Linked DNA regions of Sus scrofa: region 1 is linked to region 2. Evidence: chromatin contacts called from public Hi-C data. All regions are on one chromosome and are shown on one strand. Each heading gives the region's core, a stretch centred on a gene start, on an enhancer-like site or on the middle of the called end of the contact. The rest is flanking DNA. Distances are from core to core; before and after follow the strand shown. Region 1 holds the start of ITPR2 (inositol 1,4,5-trisphosphate receptor type 2). Region 2 has its middle 50 kb from the start of ITPR2.

Region 1 (2,700 bases), core at 121-2,620, 50 kb before region 2:
GCAGAAAACAGTGAACAGCCAGAAGTGGCAACACCAGTTCCTTAGCCTGAAATCTCCAAGACTAGGGAGTCTAGCTACTGATATCAGGTGGCCACCAAAAAACAACAACAACAAAAAAGTATGCATAAAATACAAAGCAGTGCGCATTTAAACTACTTACTGGTACTCACCATCAGGACAGAGAGAAAATACTAGTAATCAAGGAAGTCCTCTTTAACCATCTAACACACGATTATGTTTATATATATATTTCCCTCATTCATAAATCAACTCAAACCTTAAGAGCCCTGCACTTGGCTGAGTCTCAGGAGGGGTTCAGCCTTTCAGTGGGCCAAGGCCCAGGAAGGGGAGAAAGCAGGTGTGAGTTCCATAACGCCGGAGGCCTTCGGTGCTTTCTGAGGGTCGCCGCGCGGCGGACGTCCCCGAGCTGCCTGCGAGGCGCGGCAAGTCCCCGTTCCGCAAAGCTGAAAGGAAATTATTTCAGGGAAGCGGGGACGGTGAGCTTCTCCCGCAGGGCAAAGCCACTCTCGGCTCACTACATCGCCCAAGTTTCATGTCCAAGGCCACGGACTTTTCATCGATTGCTCTTACAAACCCGGCCTTGAGGGACAGGGGCTTGAGAGTGGGGGCGAGCAAAGAAGCGGAGAGGGGGCGTTTTGTTTCACCTCCAAGGGAAAAACAAAACAAAACAGAAATGTTTTAATCAAAACAACCCACGGAGAAGCCAACGAAGACTTCTTCTCCCGGCCTGTCTCCGGGCTTCTGAATCACTTCCTCCTTTTCAGAAGAGTCTCTGAGCTTGAGATTACGAAGTTGCTGAGAAAGTCTAGCCTCTTGGGGCAGCTTCCTGCGAGCTAGCGAGCCGAAGGCACGGCGCTGTCCGCCGGCGCAGAGCCTGCCCGCCCGCCCGCCCCGCCACCCAAGGCGGGAGCTGGCGCCCGAGGACCCGGCGGCGCCAGGAGGGACCGGGATGGGTTCCGAGGGGACCGAGCGCCAGCGCTCCCCAGCCCGCGCCCCGACTTACCCCAGCGTGTTGATGAAGCCGTTGACCGAGCCCTCCGCGTACAGGGACACGATGTCCCCTATATAGAGGAAGCTGGACATTTTATCGGACATGCTGCTTCATGCTCGGAAGAAGACGTCCCTCCTCTTCCCTGTGCCCTCTCCGCCCTCTCCAGCGAGCCACCGCGGCAGAGGCGGAATGGAGCGCCCTCCTGCAGCGCCCAGAGCGGCGGCGGCGACGGTGGACACCGCCGAGGGATCGAGTGTCGGGCTCAGCCCTGCCCCGCACCCGGGAACCTCCAGGAGCAAGCCGCAGCTTAGGGCACCCAGAGACGTGCGCGGCCCGGACGCCCTGAGAGCCGTAGCTGCTGCCTCCCCGGCAGGTTTCCTGTTCCTTTCAGAAGTTTTCTCTCCAACACCTTTGCTCCTCCTCCTCCCTCCTCCGCTCCCCCTCCCCGTCCCCTTCAGGCTCCGCGCCCCACCGTTGCTGTCCCGCTGCGGAGCAGAAGCTAGTGCTTGCAGAGCCCCTAGGTCCTCTCCGGGGAATTTTTGGACCAGGTGCCTGTGCCCATTGGGCGAAGGGGAGGAGAGGCGCCCTTAGAGCAGGGGGTGCAGGCCAATCAGGCGGCGGCGGCCGGGGGTGGAGCCGGGCCGGGGCGGGGCGAATATGGGGGGCCAGGCCACCCTGGCAGCTGCGGCGCGCGCTAACCCAACGCGGGGAGGCGCTGGAGGGGCTGCGGGGGCCCGGAGCCGGGAAGTGGGCCCCGGAGGGCCCCCCGCCCCGGGAGAGGCTAGCTAGACTTGAGGTGCGACAGTTCCCTCCCAGAAAAGTGAAGGATGACGGGGCCGAGACCCTTTCCCGGGTCTTAAAGGAGGCGGGGAGGATGAGAATTGGCGATGGAGAGGGAGCGCAGGACCAGAGCAAGAGTGAGCCCGCGATGCCCCTCGGAGATGAAAAGGTGGAACCGGAGTAAGATGGGTAATTTGCTGACAAAGAGGAGAGGAAGGTGTTGAGGTAAAGGGAAAAAACAGACATTTAAAAAAAATACACAAGAAAGAAAATAAAGAGAAGGAGAGGGAAGGAAGGGAGATGGAGGGTCTGCTCTATATGAAGTGTGTAGTTTGGGGTTTTGTTTCTAGTATAGGGCGTTAGTGAAACCTGACCCGTCAGCAGCTGTCCAGGTGGACGCGAGGTAAACGTCACTTGGCCGAGCCAGCAGTTTTTTAAGCCAACCTATGGCAGTGAACTTTCTCTTAAGCCTCCCAAGGCCGCGCCTCCTTCTCTTAAACCCAAGCCCAGGTTTAACCTCCCACCTCCGGGAGCCCGCTGTCACCTTTTTACTGACTGTCCCGCTTTGTTTACATTTAAAGTTTCTGACTCTTAAAGCTCCAGCGATCATAAATGAAACTGGAGGCCGGGCACATTTCCACACCTTCTCTGTTGCTTTTGTAACCCTCATCATGTTAGATTTTTCTCCTACCTTTCTGGAAGACCTGAAAAAGGCAAACTCTGGGTGGCAGTTTTGACTAGCCACCCAATCAAAGAATTTGTGACCAAAGTAATTCCCCCTGGAGCAAGGTTTGCTGAAAGATGGAGGAACCCAGGGCTTGTAAAGAATGTGTGCCCAATTGTGCAACTCACCAAAATTTAAATTTACAGTTTGAGGCTCTCTTACACTTTGAAGATGGTTTGGGTTG
Region 2 (2,700 bases), core at 60-2,559:
GAAGATGTGGGTTCGATCTCTGGCCTCCCTCAGTGGGTTAAGGATCCAGCATTGCCGCAGAGTGCAGTGGAGTTCACAGATGCAGCTGCTGGATCTGGCATTGCTGTGGCTGAGGTGCAGGCTCAGATTTAACCCCTGGCCCAGGAACTTCCACATGCCACAGGTTTGGCCATAAAAAGAAAAAAAGAAAAATATATCACTTCATAATTAACAGACTTTTCCATATGCACAATAACAGGTAAGACAGTGATTGTTTCTCCCATTATACATAGACCTCAAAGGGGAACAGTAATAATAAAACACTAACAACATAGAGCTAAGAAGTGAACCAAGCTAATCACAGAAACTAAGACTAATGTCAAGAATAAGGTAGCTTAGTGGGTTAAGGATCTGGTGTCGTCGCTGCTGTGGCTTGAGTCACTGCTTTTGCTCATGTTCCATCCCTGGTGAGAACTTCCACATGCCCCAGGCATGGCCAAAAAAAAAAAAAAAAAGGGGGTGAATAAATCTGGACAATCAGGAAACAAAGTACTTTGAGCAGGGAAGGTTTTATGTAAAGAATTATTAGCTAGGACAGAAGAGTAACTTTTAAAAAAGGACTCTAAATTGTACCTACAACTGCTTAAGAGTGCCTAAGAGAGAGAAAACTCGGAAGAGGGTTTAGACCTCCTTAGGGAAAAGGACCATTGCCACCCACAGGATGGCAAGGAATTTTTCTGGGTTGCTTAAGCCAGAGCTGGTCCAGGAGGAAACAACCTTCCAGGATATAGATGTGCCTTGGCTGGTGGGTGGATACACAGAGAGGCTCTGGAACACACCAGTGTCCAGGCAGTAGGATCACGGTTAGTGGTCAGCTGGGCCTGGGCCGGGCTGCAAGGTCACCAAGGGACAGTGTGTGGCTGTTGCAGAGGACACCTGATGTCTGCTTCCACACACAACCTTGCTGAGCCTTCCTTCCAGCAGCAGGCAGCCAGACCAAAAACCTCGCAGGGAAACCAGCTTTTCCGTCTCCCTGCAGCGTCTCTCTGGTGCCCTCTACTGGCCAAGCCTAACCTCGTGCTCACGGTGCAGAAGAAAGGCTCGAGCCCTCAGTCCGTTGAGAGCTGAAAAGGAATTCATTGTAACTAGTACCCTGAGTGGCTGTACCTGTCTGGGCTGTTCTGTAACAAGTTCTAGAAACCAGAAAAGGCTAGTCTTGGGGTTCTGCAAGAAGATTGGGGTGGAGTGGAGATCTGAAGGAGTAGAGATAGGGAGTGGCAGGTTAACACAGCAGCTCTAGAGGAAAGGGAGTTTATGTCCCAGCATGTCCATGTAAAAACCCGGAAGACAGTAAAAGGATCTGGTAAGCTGAGCCCGGGTCTCTTCCCCAAACCTGGATTTTCCCCACTGCAGGAGGAACTGAGGATTATGACTGACCAGGCCAGAGTCATTTGCTCACGTCTTTGGCCCAGAAGATGGGTGACTGGTTGGGAGCTACATCAGTTTGTAACAGAGCAGGGCCCCATGGGGTTCCTGGGCACAAAAACCTTTCTATGCCCCCCATTTCTTTCTTTCTTTCTTTTCTTTTCTTTTTTTTTTTTTTTTTTTTTTTTTTTGGTCTTTTTAGAGCCATACCCACGGCATATGGAGGTTCCCAGGCTAGGGGTCAAATCGGAGCTGTAGCTGCCGGCCTACACCACAGCCACAGCAACCTGGAATCTGAGCCGTGTCTTCCACCTACACCACAGCTCACGGCAACGCCGGATCCTTAACCCACTGAGCAAGGCCAGGGATCAAACCCACAACCTCATGGTTCCTGGTCGGATTCGTTTCCACTGCACCACGACGGGAACTCCCCCCAACCCCATTTCTTACTTTTAGGAAATAGACCTCATTCAGCCTCCATGGCCTTCCCTAAGTTCCAAGGGGCAGATTCAGACAATTGCTGATCAGGGAAGGAAGGGGATGCAGAGACAACGGTCAAAAAACCATAGTACAGTCTTTGGGCAGGATCCTGGTTCCCTCTCAAGGGGCACACAGAATGATGTCGGCATCTTATACACCTAAGAGAGAAGTGATATTCCTTATGCTTATATTAAAAGTAAATACTTTAACACTGAACAGCTTAGAGTCCTTCCTTGTCCTTCTCCTGGTCTTAATTGCACCCTAAACACGATCACCTGTAAGCTAAAGATTAGGCACCATGAGCACAATTGCCTGTGGGTTTACATGATGTTTTTCAGGAACTTTCCTACTTTGTTCTAATCTCTGATCAATACACCCTTTTCACAAGTCCTGTTATTCTAGTCAGTGACCCAGAAGACCACCACCAAGAACATGTGGAGATCTGATGCCAGCTTTGATGACCAAGATTTACCCAAAGAAAGAAGAATGCATGTTTGCCCCAATCCTAATTCTTATCTGAAAGCCTGTTTTTCTCCTTTTTACTATAAAACTTCCCACAAATCTTTCCAGTGGAGCAGTGGAGGGCAGAGTCTTCTTCTTCTTTTTTTTTTTTTTTTGTCTTTTTTGCCATTTATTGGGCCGCTCTCGCGGCACATGGAGTTCCCAGACTAGGGGTCTAATCGGAGCTGTTGCCACCGGCCTACGCCAGAGCCACAGCAATGCAGGATCCAAGCCGCGTCTGCGACCTACCGCACAGCTCACGGCAACGCCGGATCGTTAACCCACTGAGTAAGGCCAGGGATCGAACCCGCAACC

What was found. A called contact is a pair of places that touch in the nucleus more often than the background predicts.
Region 1: a Hi-C map of retroperitoneal adipose tissue shows a contact between it and region 2, with 2.3 times the contacts expected there. The contact joins the promoter of ITPR2 here to the enhancer-like site in region 2. A contact is called at or near these places in 1 of 5 promoter capture datasets (liver), 7 of 47 Hi-C or Micro-C datasets (embryonic fibroblasts, fetal heart ventricle, omental adipose tissue and 3 more) and 2 of 2 datasets of contacts at active chromatin or transcription factors (alveolar macrophages and skeletal muscle).

What each region holds. Positions count from the first base shown.
Region 1 is chr5:46,934,797-46,937,496 of Sscrofa11.1, reverse strand. It overlaps ITPR2 (inositol 1,4,5-trisphosphate receptor type 2), which reads right to left and starts at 1,370. Exons shown (of 58, transcript XM_021092920.1): 1 at 1,025-1,370. It overlaps LOC110260584, which reads left to right and starts at 1,115. Exons shown (of 3, transcript XM_021091237.1): 1 at 1,115-1,363; 2 at 1,404-2,017. The coding sequence starts at 1,115. The coding sequence ends at 1,976.
Region 2 is chr5:46,884,935-46,887,634 of Sscrofa11.1, reverse strand. No RefSeq gene overlaps it. Among named protein-coding and RNA genes, the nearest start is that of ITPR2, 50 kb to the left of the region's middle. Within about 2 kb of position 1,309, at least 16 of the 83 cell types and tissues checked have an H3K27ac peak or open chromatin away from gene starts, as enhancers often do. A contact at or near this core is called in alveolar macrophages and retroperitoneal adipose tissue, where this site is marked.